Linked DNA regions of Mus musculus: region 1 is linked to region 2. The links are chromatin contacts, called in public HiChIP or PLAC-seq maps. All regions are on one chromosome and are shown on one strand. The core of a region is the stretch at or near the end of the contact, and the rest is flanking DNA. Distances in the headings are between cores, read along the strand shown.

What was found. HiChIP or PLAC-seq counts read pairs in DNA pulled down with a chosen protein or histone mark.
Region 1: a FOXA1 HiChIP or PLAC-seq map of pancreatic cancer cells shows a contact between it and region 2. The contact joins two enhancer-like sites. A contact is called at or near these places in 1 of 484 Hi-C or Micro-C datasets (liver) and 2 of 115 datasets of contacts at active chromatin or transcription factors (CD8 T cells and pancreatic cancer cells).

Annotation. Positions count from the first base shown.
Region 1 is chr3:21,984,337-21,991,997 of GRCm38.p6, forward strand. No RefSeq gene overlaps it. Among named protein-coding and RNA genes, the nearest start is that of Gm31813, 24 kb to the left of the region's middle. Within about 2 kb of position 1,920, at least 104 of the 459 cell types and tissues checked have an H3K27ac peak or open chromatin away from gene starts, as enhancers often do. A contact at or near this core is called in pancreatic cancer cells, where this site is marked.
Region 2 is chr3:21,694,393-21,701,254 of GRCm38.p6, forward strand. No RefSeq gene overlaps it. Among named protein-coding and RNA genes, the nearest start is that of Gm31693, 5.0 kb to the right of the region's middle. Within about 2 kb of position 5,334, at least 17 of the 459 cell types and tissues checked have an H3K27ac peak or open chromatin away from gene starts, as enhancers often do. A contact at or near this core is called in pancreatic cancer cells, where this site is marked.

The DNA of each region.
Region 1 (7,661 bases), core at 670-3,169, 290 kb after region 2:
TTTTTTCCCCATTATTAACCTTTTTAGTTACCCTACAAAATAGTAAGTTTCATTAAGCAGTTTCTTTCTTAAAACACAGCAGGAGTCATCTGAAAGATCCTAGCAGGAGTGGAGATGTAACACATGCTCTTTAACTTGTTTGGTTAAAATAAATTTCAGCTTCTAAAAATACTGTGTTCTTCCCCAGCTAGCTTCTTGCCATTTAAAATTTGACACAGTGCTTACCAAAGATGACTCAAAATTCAGTTATTCTTATTTCCTGCATTCTTGATTTCCATACAGAGCTGCAGAATCTTTCCAAGGAAAAAAAAGTGGACCTTCCACCCACTCCTACTTTCCCCTGGTAAAACTGCCCTGGCTGCAGTTTACCTTCAAGGTAAACCAGGGAAATGACCCAGACACTGCCTTTCAGGGAGCAGGATTCCAACATGTGAGTAGTGGTAGCAGGTACTCCTGATTTTAAATAATGCCTCTCAAGAGGCCCAATGGCTAAGAGCTCCTGCTTTGCAAGAATGAAAACCTGAGATCAAATCTCCAACATGCAAGTAAAAAGCCAGGCATGGCTGGCTGCTCTCTTGTATACCCTCAGCTTTGCACGGTAGAGACAGGCAGATTCTGAAAGTTCATTGGCCAGGCAACTCCAACTAAATGCTAATCTTCTGGTTCAGTGGGAGACAGTGTCTCAAGGAACTGAAACCATCAGAGAAAGACATACTATACTCTTCTCTGGCCTCTGCATAAGGACACACACACACACACACACACACACGACAGAGAGTGAATAATGATTCTGGTATTGTGGCTATGTAACACCATTGCTTTTTTGCTGATTCTAGGGGAATAAGACTACTGGATGTGAAATGTGTTAAGATTTAAACAGGCAACATATGTAAATAAATTGACACAGATTAAGTCTTAAGGAATCCATAGTTAATAGTGTTTTCAAAACAATTAACGATGCTACTCAACCACAATGAGATCATATCCTGATAAGCCCCTCAGTAGATGAAAATATCACTTAACACCCATCACCTACTGGACAAACCAGCTAAGCAACCATGCTGGAGAGTATTGGTTGCTCACATTTGTGATCCCAGGCTGACCACAAACTGAGAGTACGGTGCCACTGCCCACTGTAAGTCATACCCCAAGAGGAAGATCAAAGCTCAACAACCCAAAAGAAATAAAAAAAAAATCACTAAAGCCAACCACTTTAGCTGTCAACATAAAATAGTTTCATTAGTTGGAAAGTAAAAAACAAAACAAAACAGAACAAAAACCTGGAGAATGAACCAAATTGGAGAACATTCTAGAAATCTCTCCAGAGTCTGCTTTTCCGATGTGTATGGAATCTGTGTTGGTTTTCGTTGTTGTTATTTGCCTTGGTTTTTAGTTTAGTGAGTATTACCTAGGCCTAGATGACCCTTCTAATTACATAGTTGAGGAGAACCAAGAACACTGATTCTTCTTCCTCTACCTCCAAAATTAGAGGATCACAAGAATGTGTTACAGTTCCTTACTTACATGGTGCCGAGACAGATGCCAGCGCTTCGTGAATGCAAAGCAAGCACTCTACAACTGAGTTATATGCCCCGTCCCAGCACTTAAGTTACTGAGGCAGCATATAAGGCCTCTCCAAAGATTCCAAGAGTGGTGTAGAAACCTCTGAGGGTTTTTGTCCTATCCACAGCTAGACAACTAGACACTCTGCTCATCACCCAGGGTATCAGCTTGGAAGCCTGGGTCTGGATTAACTTTTATGAGCCCTACTGTTGATCCTACTGGGAGAGAATAGGACCATTATCCCAATTTTTGAGCCAAAATTAAAGTAAGTTTTATTAAATGCTGGCCAAGACTATGGACTCTACCCAGATCCATACTCAGGATTCCCAGAAAACGGCCTCACACTGTGCTAATCTGGTGATTATAAAGGCACAACCTACAAGGCTGTGTATTTGCTGCCTTGGGGGTAAGCATACATCCTGCCTATGTACTTCCTGGTCCATGTGATTAAGGACATCCTGAGAAGTTGAAGCAACCAACCTTGTTTACAGAAGTGAAAACATTTTCATGGCTTGTTATCTTGCATGAATAGTAGCCCCCAGAATCCAGGAAGTTATCTGTCCGTGGGCAGAGAAAGTTATCTGCATTATAGGTTAGAGACATTTTTGTTTTATAGATCCCTTCAGCACAGGAATTAAAACTTAAAATATAACTTTAGCCCTCACAGTTGGAGTATATCATTTACCAAGCTGTAAAGGGCAATTAGGTTGTCTGATTTCACAAGACCAGGTTCACCGGATGGTGTCCAGCTTCCCCTGGTGAATGAGTGACCAGAACGAAAGCACTCTTCACCTCTGCTGAACTTGGATCCTTGAAGGTGGGGCTGACTAGAGTTACCAGGCTGTACAATGCTGTCTGGCCACATCTTGGAGCTGGGCACATTTCTCGTCCTCCCCTCAGGGAGGGGTTTATAGTACAGGCAGTTTTTTCAAAGAGGAACATTTCCTTAAACAGGACACCTTAGGCTTATCTGTTGTAGGAGAACAATTAACACAAGCTTTGTGAAGATCTGCAATTGAGAAAACACTGAGTTCCAAGCCAAGTCCAGTCACTTACACTGGCAGAGTCCATTCTCAGAGTCATCAGAGGTACGGGGTGTTCTCTAGGACTTGGTCCTGGTCCTGAGTTAGCACAGAGGCAAATAGTCCTTGCCTAAGAGTTGATGTTCCAGGAAAAAGTAGATGTGTGGTTGCCAGGATGACTATCTCCAACTCAGCTGGGTTTATTTTCGTCTGCCATTTTAAGAAGATGTTGGCTCAGGGGACAGACACATTCTGTACCAAGCCAACAGGTACCCTGCCAAAAATTCTGTGTCAAAAGCTGATGATGAGGGCTGAGGGATGTATGTCAGTTGGCAGAGTACTTGTCGAATGAGCACAAAGACCTAGGATCAATCCCCAGCACTGTGTAAAGGGATTGTGGTGGCACATATCTGCAAGGTCATCCTAAACTATATAGAAATATCAAAGGAAACCAGACAACTTGAGACCCTGATTTAAAACAAGGGAAAGGACTGAATAAAATAAATAGCCTCTGATATTTGGGCATTTAAATTTGTTGTTGTTGTATTTTTCCTGATTTCAGAACTCTTGCTGGAACAATCTCTACATTATGGTTGACTGTAGAAAGAGCTTCCAAGTTAGCGAGCTGAACCTCCTACAGATGAGGGTTAGAGGAGTAAGTATCTCCTCAGGAACTAATGCACGTGATTATGGGGCCTTACTAAATCTAAACTTCTCGGGTCAGCATCAGTCTTTAGTAAGACCTTCAGCTGACTAGACGGAACCCACCATGTCATAAAAAGTATTCTTGCTGCACAAAGAATCCATTGGTTTTCATGTTAATCTCACCCAAAGATGTTACAGAAACATCTAAAATAATGCTTGACTGAATATGCAGCCCCATAGCCCAGCCAAGTTGAGATGCAGAATGACTCACGCTGGTTTCTAAACACCTGCCAGTCTCCTACAGCCTCTGACACCATTAACCACAAAGGGGAGGGGGGGGGGAGGTTTTCTCTTTCCCTTACCCATCTCACTGTTAGTCTAGACTCACTACCAAAACCAGACATGAATATTGGGCTCTTACTGTGAAAGCAGAAGGTGCAGAGAAAGTTCCCTTCACACAGTTGATCAATAGCATTAGAAGTAACAAGAAATGAGAAAATTCACATGGTCCAAGTCGTCAGGCTCCTAACACACACAGCATGCTCTGCTCGGGGCCTTCCCTAGCCTACACACTTGCCTGGAAGGCAACAACTCCTTTTCAGTTCCTTGAGCTGTGGCTTTTCTTCCCCAAATCTTCTCTCATGTTCCTTTCCTCCAGGGAGGGTGGTTGTGACATCTGCACACAGAGACGCCGTGGGAGGCAACAGCTTCGTCCGTTGGAGTTTAAAGTCTAACGCAAACCCTGAGCCGTTATCTCACTATCCACTGTTACATAAGGAAACAGTCTTGACTGACACCCCTTTCTGTGGTCATGAGTTGTTTCCTCATTGCTCTTCCCTCAGCAGTCTCACCTTTAACCCAGGAAGTGAGGAGAACATGTTTCTGCCATGTGTATGTACCTTAGGCCTGAATAAAGCAGGGCTTTCATTATTTTAGATTGAACTAAAGAAGATTTAGCTACCTTGAAAAGCAACACTCACAAGGGGTTTCCACTAATAGCGATCCTCATCTCACTGTGAATGGGTATATAGTCATGCATGGTGTCTTGAGGACTCCTTTGATAGAATGATATAATCGACAGAACATGTAGACCCTGAGGCACTATGTGGAGCACACATCAGCAGGAGTACACACCTAGCTTGTTTCCAGTATTCAGTTTCTTACTCTCCCAGGCTGCACCTTCACTATGATGATAAGCACACTTCCCACCCACATGTGAAGGCCCTGATCCATGGCACCTGTGGAGACAGCCACAGACCATCACTCTTCTTCACAGCCCATAGCCGTGCCAGGAAGTCCGAGTTGAAATCTGTTCTCAAATGTTCTCATCCGTTCCATGGAATCATGTATTTCTGGTAAACATCTCTTCTTCTACTTAGACCAAGCCAGTGAGGGACTCAGCCAACACAGAAAGAAGAGCAGAAGGAGAATACAGACAACCCTCCCATTCTCAACGGTCAGCATTCAAGGCCCAGTGACATCTTGGCTCTTCCTGGATCTCATTTGTCAGTGCTTCCTGGAAGTCTATACAGTAAAACAAAGTGTGCATGTCTGCAGTGTCCGTCCAATAAATGCCATCTCTATATAGGTTGGTTAGTAATAGGTTTCTAACACCTGAGAAAACAGGAGGAGAGAGGGAGGCAAATCCTGGAAATTATATTATGAGGCATTCTTTGGTGCTTAGATTATGTGCAGAGAGTTAAATGAGATCATTAACATAAAATTTGTCATTTGTAAAGTGAAATTCATAGCTATGATTCTGTAGACATCTTTAACTAGGAGTAAAAATGATTCCTTAAAGACTAACAGATTTGTCATGCTTTATCATTTTCTTATTTTTATAAAAAATATTCCAAGACTGAGTCTCATATATTCCAAGTCTGGCCTCAAACTTACTGTGAGGCTCAAACTTACTGTGAGGCTGAGGATGGCATGGCCTTCTTACCTCTACCTTACAAGAGTTGGAATTACAGGCATACAACACCACTTCCTACAATGCTGGCACTGAAGCCAGGGTTGCACGCTATGCAGACAAACACTCAACCAACTAAGCTACATATCCATTCTCTTCACAATACATTATCTCTATCGCTGGTTCCCAAGGGTCTCAGATAATATAAATTAATCCTTAGATTCATGGGATCTTGAGTACAAAGCAACGTGTGCATGTGTGTTGTATACGTGTAAGAAAATGTCATGATCAAGCTTGTTAGTGCATGTTAATAAAGAAAATCAACACGTGCTACAGAAACAGACTAACAGCATTTAATGAACTGTTTATATGTCTCATGTATATTTAATGCCTGTCCTCACAGGTGTTTAGAATCAGCAAGACAAACTTCTAAAGGCAATTGTATCTACCTCATTAACTCAAATTAATTGTAGTATTATATTTCTTTGCTTTGAGGCTTGAATGAAATCAGCTCAGTCTAGCAACTGACTAAGTCACATTCCTTAGAGATTCTGATTGGCTGCTATTGATGCTGCAGGCATTTCTCAGAGGAAACTTACTTGTTGGATGGGTGTGCATGCAGGAAAAGCTAGATGGCCAAACTTAAGGAATCTTTAGCAGGAAATGTCTCCTATAGCTTGGTATGTTTATGTAATTTTGCTTGGTTTCACTGTCCAGCAATTATCATTTTATTTACTAGGGGAAAAGTCAGAGTATGGGGTTCGGGTGGTGAGGGAATAGTAACTTCAGGTCATTGGTCTAACATAGTACAGAAGGGTCCTTTTGTATACTCCCCTCAATACTAACTCTGAGGCATAAGTGCTAAAAAGAAAAAAAAAAGTTGCATGTAAAACTAGCCCATTGAAGAGGGGAGAGGGGTGGTTCAGGGTGTAAAGTTACTTATCACGAAAACCTGACAAGCTGAGCTTGAGTTCATTTGGTGCCCATGTAGAGGGGAGGAAATAAATGATTCCACAAAGTTGCCTTATGACTTGCACATACACACAAAATGAAAAAAAAACCCACATGTAATTTTTTAAAGGGCCAAGTTTACGTGGTTAACATTGAGACAAATAGATGCCGTTGTTTTTTACTAGAGGAATTCTCAGAGACTTGAACATTTCATGTTTTGTGACTCTCCACAAAGTCGTTAGCATGTAACCCAGGTTGATCCATTAAAGGCATTTGGTGAGCCCAGTAGACCGTAAAATATACTTTGAGAAATCTTGGCCCTAATAAAGTCTCAACTGGGAACTCCCCATTTCTTTTAGTTTGTTTGTTAGGGCTTTGGTTTTGGTTTTTTGAAACATGGTCTTCCTATGTAACCCCTTGCTTAGCTATAAATATCCCCCTGCCTCAGTCTCCTAAAGTGCCAGGATTACAGGCATGAGTCATCATCCTCCTCAACCTAACAGAGCTTCTTAATTCGCTTAAGAGGCCCACAAGTAGAATTTCACTGGAGCTGGTCTTGTCTCCTGGCAGGGCTCGTGAAATTAGAGTCACTTCATATGCACACTCGAAGACTTTGGTGTGCACTTAACATCTCTTTATTTCTATTATCAAAGTGTTATTTCTAGGACTGGGAATGGAAACCAGGTGCCGAGAGTACTCACAAAGAATTCATGAAGCCCTGGGTTCTATCCCTAACCCCTCACAAAACAGATACAGTGAGATAGCCCTGTAACTTAAAAACTCACTCGTTAGAGGTGGGTGGATCTGAAACAGAAGCTATCATCTACACAGCAAGTTTGAAACTAACTTGGACTACGTGACCCCTGTTGTGTTGTTATTCTTCTTGTTGTTGTTTGTTAAAAAAAAAAGAAAAAGTGAATTCTAGGTGAGCCAGGGCTACATATTGGAATACACACACACACACACACACACACACACACCGAAAAGACTATTTTAGAGATGGAGAAATGGCTTGGTAGGTAAAGCTTGCTGCACAAGCATGAGAATGTGAGTTTGGATCCCAGCACCCACAGAATGCAGTGGCATGCAACCATAACCCCAGTGCTGAGGATTAGAAACAGGGGGATCCCTGGGGCTTGCTGACCGTCTAGTCTAAACAAATTGGTGAATCCAGATTTAGTGAACAGCACTGTCTCAAAAACAAGGTGAGAGTGAAGAGGACCCCCGGCTTACACACATGCACACATGTGTGAGTACACATTAAGTACCTTGGGAGAAATGAATCCATAGTGCAAGAGGATGCCCTACCCGAGTCACAGCCTGCGCTACGGGGAAGCCTGGTACAGTCCTGAGAAGTCAGGCACAGAGCCAGGAGCTTGGTCCCCCTGCCTTTAAGAACTACCAATGCAGAGGCCACCCCACTGAGTTCTACTCTGTGGCCCCAGTGGTTTCTCTTTCTTGATCACCACGAAGGCTGCTGTGTGCCCACATTAACTCCCCCCCCACCCCCACCCCCCGACTTCCTCTTTCTTTTTCTGTTCCTTAACTTCTCTTGTGCCACCTCCTCC
Region 2 (6,862 bases), core at 4,084-6,583:
AGAGCATCCCAGACAGGAGGTAATGAGGTCAAGGTGGAGAGAGATTGAGAAGTAGCATTGAGAATCTCCACCTGGGAAACATGCCTCTGCATTTGAAGAAGAATGCGAAAAATAACGAGGCTTCTAAATGAGTATGAGGATTCAAAAACTACTCATCTTTAGGAAGAGAAAGGAGGAGACTGACCACTTCTCTTCTTCATTCTTTCACAGGGAGACTGTCCCTGCTCCTGAACTTTACCATAAAGACAGTTTCTGAAATGAGTCATTGTGCCTTCACTGCCTTGCATTACTTTGGCAACTATCATCAGAACCTTTACACTCAAAACGAAAAGGCAGATGATTTTTCCTTAAATCAGTTTTGCTCCTGAGTCTCCATTCTACTAAGTACCAGAAATTGAATGTCACCACCAGAGACAAGCCCATGCCCTCTGCATTCACATGGACCACATCTGAGTTGTATATAAGTCCTTAAAATATGCCCTAGGGTTGGGAGAGGAGGGGAATGGAGCAAAGGCCACAGCTCTTGCAGGGATATTCTGGGTCCTACTTCTGTCCCTTTAGGCTTTTCTCAGATATCTTTGCTTCTCTGTGATCCCTGCGGACCTCCATTTTGCAGGCGATAAAACCATGGAGCATAGCAAAGAAGCTATTGAATGTTAACTGAATATTGATAAGGGAAGATGAAAAATGTTACTTGCTTAGTTGCTAAGGCAACATCCCACCCCCTTTGGCCTAGCCTAGAGAAAAAGCCATATGCTTATCTTTCCCTTTGAAAAGAAAGAAGGAAAGAAAAGAGGAATGAAGGAAGAGAGGGAGAGGGAGGGAGAGAGGAAGAGAAGGAAAAAGCTTTTATACTTTTTATAATCAGAGCAAAGCTGACAAGACTTGAGTGATCCTGTAGAATGGGTCCCTGAGCACCCTGAGGTCAATCCTGGAGGTTAGCGTGCCTTCTCCTTCAGGGAAGAGAGGCTATTTCCTAATATTGAACTGAAAGCTGATGAAGGAACCTATATAGCCAGACCTCAAGTGAGCCAGAAGTAAATGAATGGCTAGACATGTAAAATTCAGGTGGGGCTGGGGATATAGCTCAATTGATAAAGAGCTTGTCATACAATTACAAAGACCTAATTTAATTCTTAGAAGCCATGTAAAAAAAAAATCAGATATGGTGGCCTGCATTTTTGATCGAAGGACTACAGAGGAGACAAGTAGTTTGGGATTTGCCGGAAAGCCAATCTAGCCTATTTGACATACCTCAAGTCAAAGACCTTATCTTATTTAAAAAAAAAAAAAAAAAAAAAAAAAAAAAAAAAAAAGTAAGTGCTACCTGAGGAACAACTTCCAGTGTTATCTTCTGATCCTCTGGCAGAAGAAAGAAAGGTGCATGGGTTGAGAAGATTCTTGTGGTATTTTTTTCTAGCTTTTAACATCTTTATATGTATCTCATTTTTTGAACTGGAATAAAACAGATCACAGAAATCATGAATTACCCTGCCACCTCATTGAAGCATTGTCTGAAGAAATTAAAACTTGATGAATCAGAGAGCATTTCTGTGCCTTCAGTTAACTTTATCATTCCCAGCACTATAACAAGAATGAAAACAACAACAGCAACAACAACAGCAACAATAGTAATAATAAAGGTCTCGAGGTGTAGTTCAGTAGTATAGCACTTGCCTATTGGCACTGAACTGTAATCTTGCAAAACTAAACAGAGCCGAGGAACTGGCTTAGTGAGCCAAGTGCTGTCACACAAGCACTTCAGATACCCAAAACCAATGTAAATTGAACATAGTAGTGAATATGCATCTTGTACTTTCAGCATTTCTACAGTGAGATATGAGATGAAAAGAGGAGAGTTCACTGAAATTTCACTGGCCAAAAGTCTGGCATACAATGTAGAGAATAGTAAGCAGTCCTGTCTCAAAGTGCAAAGCTAGAACTTTGATCTTCACATACACAGGCATCCCTCCACCTCATCCCACCCCCATATTCTGGGAAGGTGAGTGTTCTCCTCCAGAGCTGAGCCTTCAGAGAGACAATCTTCATCTTACTGCCTCTGACTTGTATGGCAGTCCAAACACGGAAGGTCACACCATATCCAGTGTCTATACATTGGTGGTTATAAGCCCTACATCCAACCCCATAAAATGGTCCTATGTCCTGAAGCCAGGATTCTTCTGGTTCATACAATAGAACATGTAAAATTCTTTTTTTATTAGATATTTTCTTCATTTACATTTCAAATACTATCCCTGCTCCCCTACCTGGCCCTGATGTTTCCCTGTACTGGAGCATATGATCTTCTGAAGACCAAGGGCCTCTCCTCCCATTGATGGCCAACTAAGCAATCCTCTGCTAAATATGCAACTAGAGACACAGCTCTGGGGGTACTGGTTACTTCATATTGTTGTTCCTCTTGTAGGGTTGTAGACCCCTTTAGCTCCATGGGTACTTTCCCTAGCTCCTTCATTAGGGGCTCTGTGATACATCCAATAGATGACTATGAGCATCCAGTTCTGTATTTGCCAGGCACTGGCACAGCCTCACAAGAGAGAGCTATATCAGGGCCCTGCCAGCAAAATCTTGCTGGCATATGCAATAGTGTCTGGGTTTGGTGGTTGTTTATGGGATAGATCCCTGACTGGGGCAGTCTCTGGGTAGTCCTTCCTTCTATCTCAGCTCTGAACTTTGTCTCTGGAACTCCTTCCATGGATATTTTGTTCTCCATTCTAAGAAGTATCCACACTTTGGTCTTCCTTCTTCTTGAGTTTCATGTGTTTTGCAAGTTGTATCTTGGATATTCTAAGTTTCTGGGCTAATATCCACTTATCAGTGAGTGAATATCATGTGTGTTCTTTTTTGATTGGGTTACCTCACTCAAGATGATATCCTCCAGATACATCCATTTGCCTAAAAATTTCATGAAATCAGTTTTTAATTGCTGAGTAGTACTCCATTGTGTAAATCTACCACATTTTCTGTATCCATTCCTCTGTTGAGGGACATCTGAGTTTTTTTTCCAGCTTCTGGCTATTATAAATAAGGCTGCTATGAACATAGTGGAACATGTGTCCTTATTACAAGTTAGAACATCTTCAGCGGATATGCCCAGGAGAGGAATTGCTGGATCCTCCGTTAGTACTATGTCCAATTTTCTGAGGAACTCTGATTTCCAGAGTGGTTGTACAAGCTTGCAATCCCACCAACAATGGAAGAGTGTTCCTCTTTCTCCACATCCTCGCCAGCATCTTTTGTCACCTGAATTTTTGATCTTCACCATTCTAACTGGTGTGAGGTAGAATCTCAGGGTTGTTTTGATTTGCATTTCCCTGATGATTAAGGATATTGAACATTTTTTTTCAGGTGCTTCTCAGCCATTCAGCAGTTATTCATCAGAGAATTCTTTGTTTAGCTCTGTACCCCATTTTTAATAGGGTTATTTGATTTTCTGGAGTCCACCTTCTTGAGTTCTTTATATATATTAGATTTTAGTCCCCTATCTGATTTAGGATAGGTAAAGATCCTTTCCCAATCTGTTGGTGGCCTTTTTGCCTTATTGATGGTGTCTTTTGCCTTGCAGAAGCTTTGCAATTTTCTGAGGTCCTATTTGTTGATTCTCAATCTTACAGCACAAACCATTGCTGTTCTGTTCAGGAATTTTTCCCCTGTGCCCATATCTCCGAGGCTTTTCCCTACTTTCTGCTCTATAACTTTCAGTCTCTGGTTTTATGTGGAGTTCCTTGATCCACTTAGACTTGACCTTTGTACAAGGAGATAAGAATGAATCATTTCACATTCTTTTACAAGCTAACTGCCAGTTGTTCCAGTACCATTTGTTGAAAATGCTCTCTTTTTTTCCACTGGATGGTTTTAGCTCCCTTGTCAAAGATCAAGTGACCATGGGTGTGTGGGTTCATTTCTGGGTCTTCAATTCTATTTCATTGATCTACCTGTCTGTTACTGTACCAGTACCATGCAGTTTTTTTTTATCACAATTGCTCTGTAGTACAGCTTAAGGTCAGGCATGGTGATTTCCCCAGAGGTTCTTTTAGGGTTAGGGTTAGGGTTAGGGTTAGGGTTAGGGTTAGGGTTAGGGTTAGGGTTAGGGTTAGGGTTAGGGTTAGGGTTAGGGTTAGGTTCTTTTATAGTTGAGAATAGTTTTTGCTATCCTAGGTTTTTTATTATTCCAGATGAATTTGCAAATTGCCCTTTCTAACTCAGTGAAGAATTGAGCTGGAATTTTGATGGGGATTGCATTGAATCTGTAGATTGCTTTTGGCAAGATAGCCATTTTTACTATATTGATCCTGCCAATCCATGAGCATGGGAGATTTTTCCATCTTCTGAGATCTTCTTCAATTTCTTTCTTCAGAGACTTGAAGTTCTTACAATACAGATCTTTTACTTCCTTAGTTAGAGTCACACCAAGGTATTTTATATTATTTGTGACTACCGTGAAGGGTGTTGTTTCCCTAGTTTCTTTCTCAGCCTGTTTATCCTTTCTGTAGAGAAAGGCCATTGATTTGTTTGAGTTAATTTTATATCCTGCTACTTCACTGAAGCTGTTTATAAGGTTTAGGAAAAACATGTAAAATTCTATTCAATTTCATGATATAAAGTTTCATAATACAGTGTTTCAAGGTATTTTGCCATCTGTACTAGACTTAATTCTTTGAGTGGATGACTGGATCAAGTGTCCCACTGTTTGTCTGTACTATAGCAAACATATACTTACAAAAATACCTGTGCTTGCCATAGCCTTCAAAGCCAGAAGCACTGCGCTCTTTCACTCTGAAAGAATCACACCATCTCATCAAATTCAATTCTCGGGAAGTCACAACTTTCTTATTCTAATCTGTATTTGAGTTGTTTAGAAAACATTAAAATTTAGATTCAGTTGGAGATGTTTTGGGATGGAACTTGGGGGGAAAAAACCCAATAAATGAGTCTTCAAGGACAGTGTGACACTGTCCACACACACGGACTTCAGACTTCTTATACCCTTCAGAAGGCTGGAAGGATATGTGGCTACTAAATTGGTTCACATAGATTACTGCAATTTTGTTAGTGAAGGAGGGAACATGCGTATCTGCTCAGCACTGGCCTCCCAGCTCTCAACCTTGATACTAATCATCAGGTAGGAGGCCACTAGCATAGTATATGGAAAGTCTTCTGCCTAGCCGGAAAGTCTACCCAGCACCCAGGGCATCTAGCCACAAGTCCATTAAAGATTTTAATAAAAGAAAGACATGCTTCCTCCTCTATGTGTTTTCTCAGGCTATCACCTGAGTCATCTGGGAAACTCCTTTCTCTGAGTTAGCTGGGGAGTTGCACAATTGTCTGCTTCCCTTCAGCTGCCCAAATATCTGGCTTTGCATGAGGGTGTGGTAATGGGGCAACTTCCAAGCAAAACACAAAGTATGAGCCCAAGCCTATAAAAGGGATCACATTTAAGCTGACCCTTAGCCATTTACATTGATACAACAGTACCTAAGGGACAGTTACTGAGAGCTAAGGATGGACTAGAGGAGACTTCTGAGGGCAATCAAAAGTTCAAGGTCACTCTTTGTTGTACATCAAGTTTGAGGATAAACCTGGGCTACATAACACTCTCTGTGTATAATAAATAATATATGTGTGTGGGGTGTGTGTGTGTGTGTGTGTGTGTGTGTGTGTGCTTCTCTGCAAGGGCACAGGGGTCAGCTTAGGATGTGCAAGTTGAGTTCTACTCCCACCAGCTCAGTAAATGAACACATAAATAATAGATTTGGAATCCAAATAGAATTGTATCACCCCACTTGAGAAGTTTACATTTAGCAGGGCTGCTATAGTGCATGGTGTTGAGGTGGATGGTGAGAGTCTAAGACACCTGGTATCTCTGACTGTGAGGAATTAGTCAGACAGAGCCCAGCTTGCAGGTGGCTGGGTTTTAATGATTTATTGAATCTCCCTTGAGGTCAGCAGCTTATGACTTGCCATTTTTAAAATGTACTGTAACAAATGGATGAACATTTAGTTCACAGGAACTGAGTCTTCTTCCAAATGCATTTTTAAGAGGAAAAAAATCAACAGAAAAGCTTGGGTCTGTGAAGCCCTCATGTCACATGATCTCACTTGCTCCAGTCTAGATAAGCAGCTACCAGAATGATTGGGGGAATAGTTTTCAGAGAGGCGGGGACTGCCCTGTCAGACCACATTGTTATCAGCTAGCAACATTATTCCAATTGTATAATTTTACCTCTGGGACCATTATTCACTTTAAGATGACTAGAAACTCAGTTAGCCTTCTCAGTCACCTCACCCAGGAGACTTCAAACACATTTCCCCCTATTTGAAAATATCTATGTAGCATTTATGCTGTAGTTGGAATCACAGGTAGAAAATATGAGAGTTAACAGACAGCTGAGAACAGGTTCCAGAAGCCAACCTCTCTGCCCCAACCCCTGCCTATGGACCATATTCTCTCAATCTGGGGGTATACTAGTTACTTCTCTCACTTGAGAGAAGTATGACCTCTCATTTCATGTGGAAAAGTAAAGTACCACCCTAGATATAAATAATCCTAGCAGCTGGAGAGATGGCCCACTGGCTAAGAGCACTGGATGCTCTTGCAGAAGACCCAGGTTTAACTCCTAGAACCCACATACCAGTTCATGACTGTCTATAACTCCAGCTTTGGGAAACCCAACTGCCTCTTCTGACCCCTACCCACAGCAGGTGTGCATATGGTACACAGACAGACACACACACACACAAGCAAACCACCCATATATTTGTAACTTGAAAACAAATAACAAAGATATAAATAAAGAGAGGGAGAGAGAGAAAGGATGGAAGGAAGGAAGTGTTGTGTCTGGCC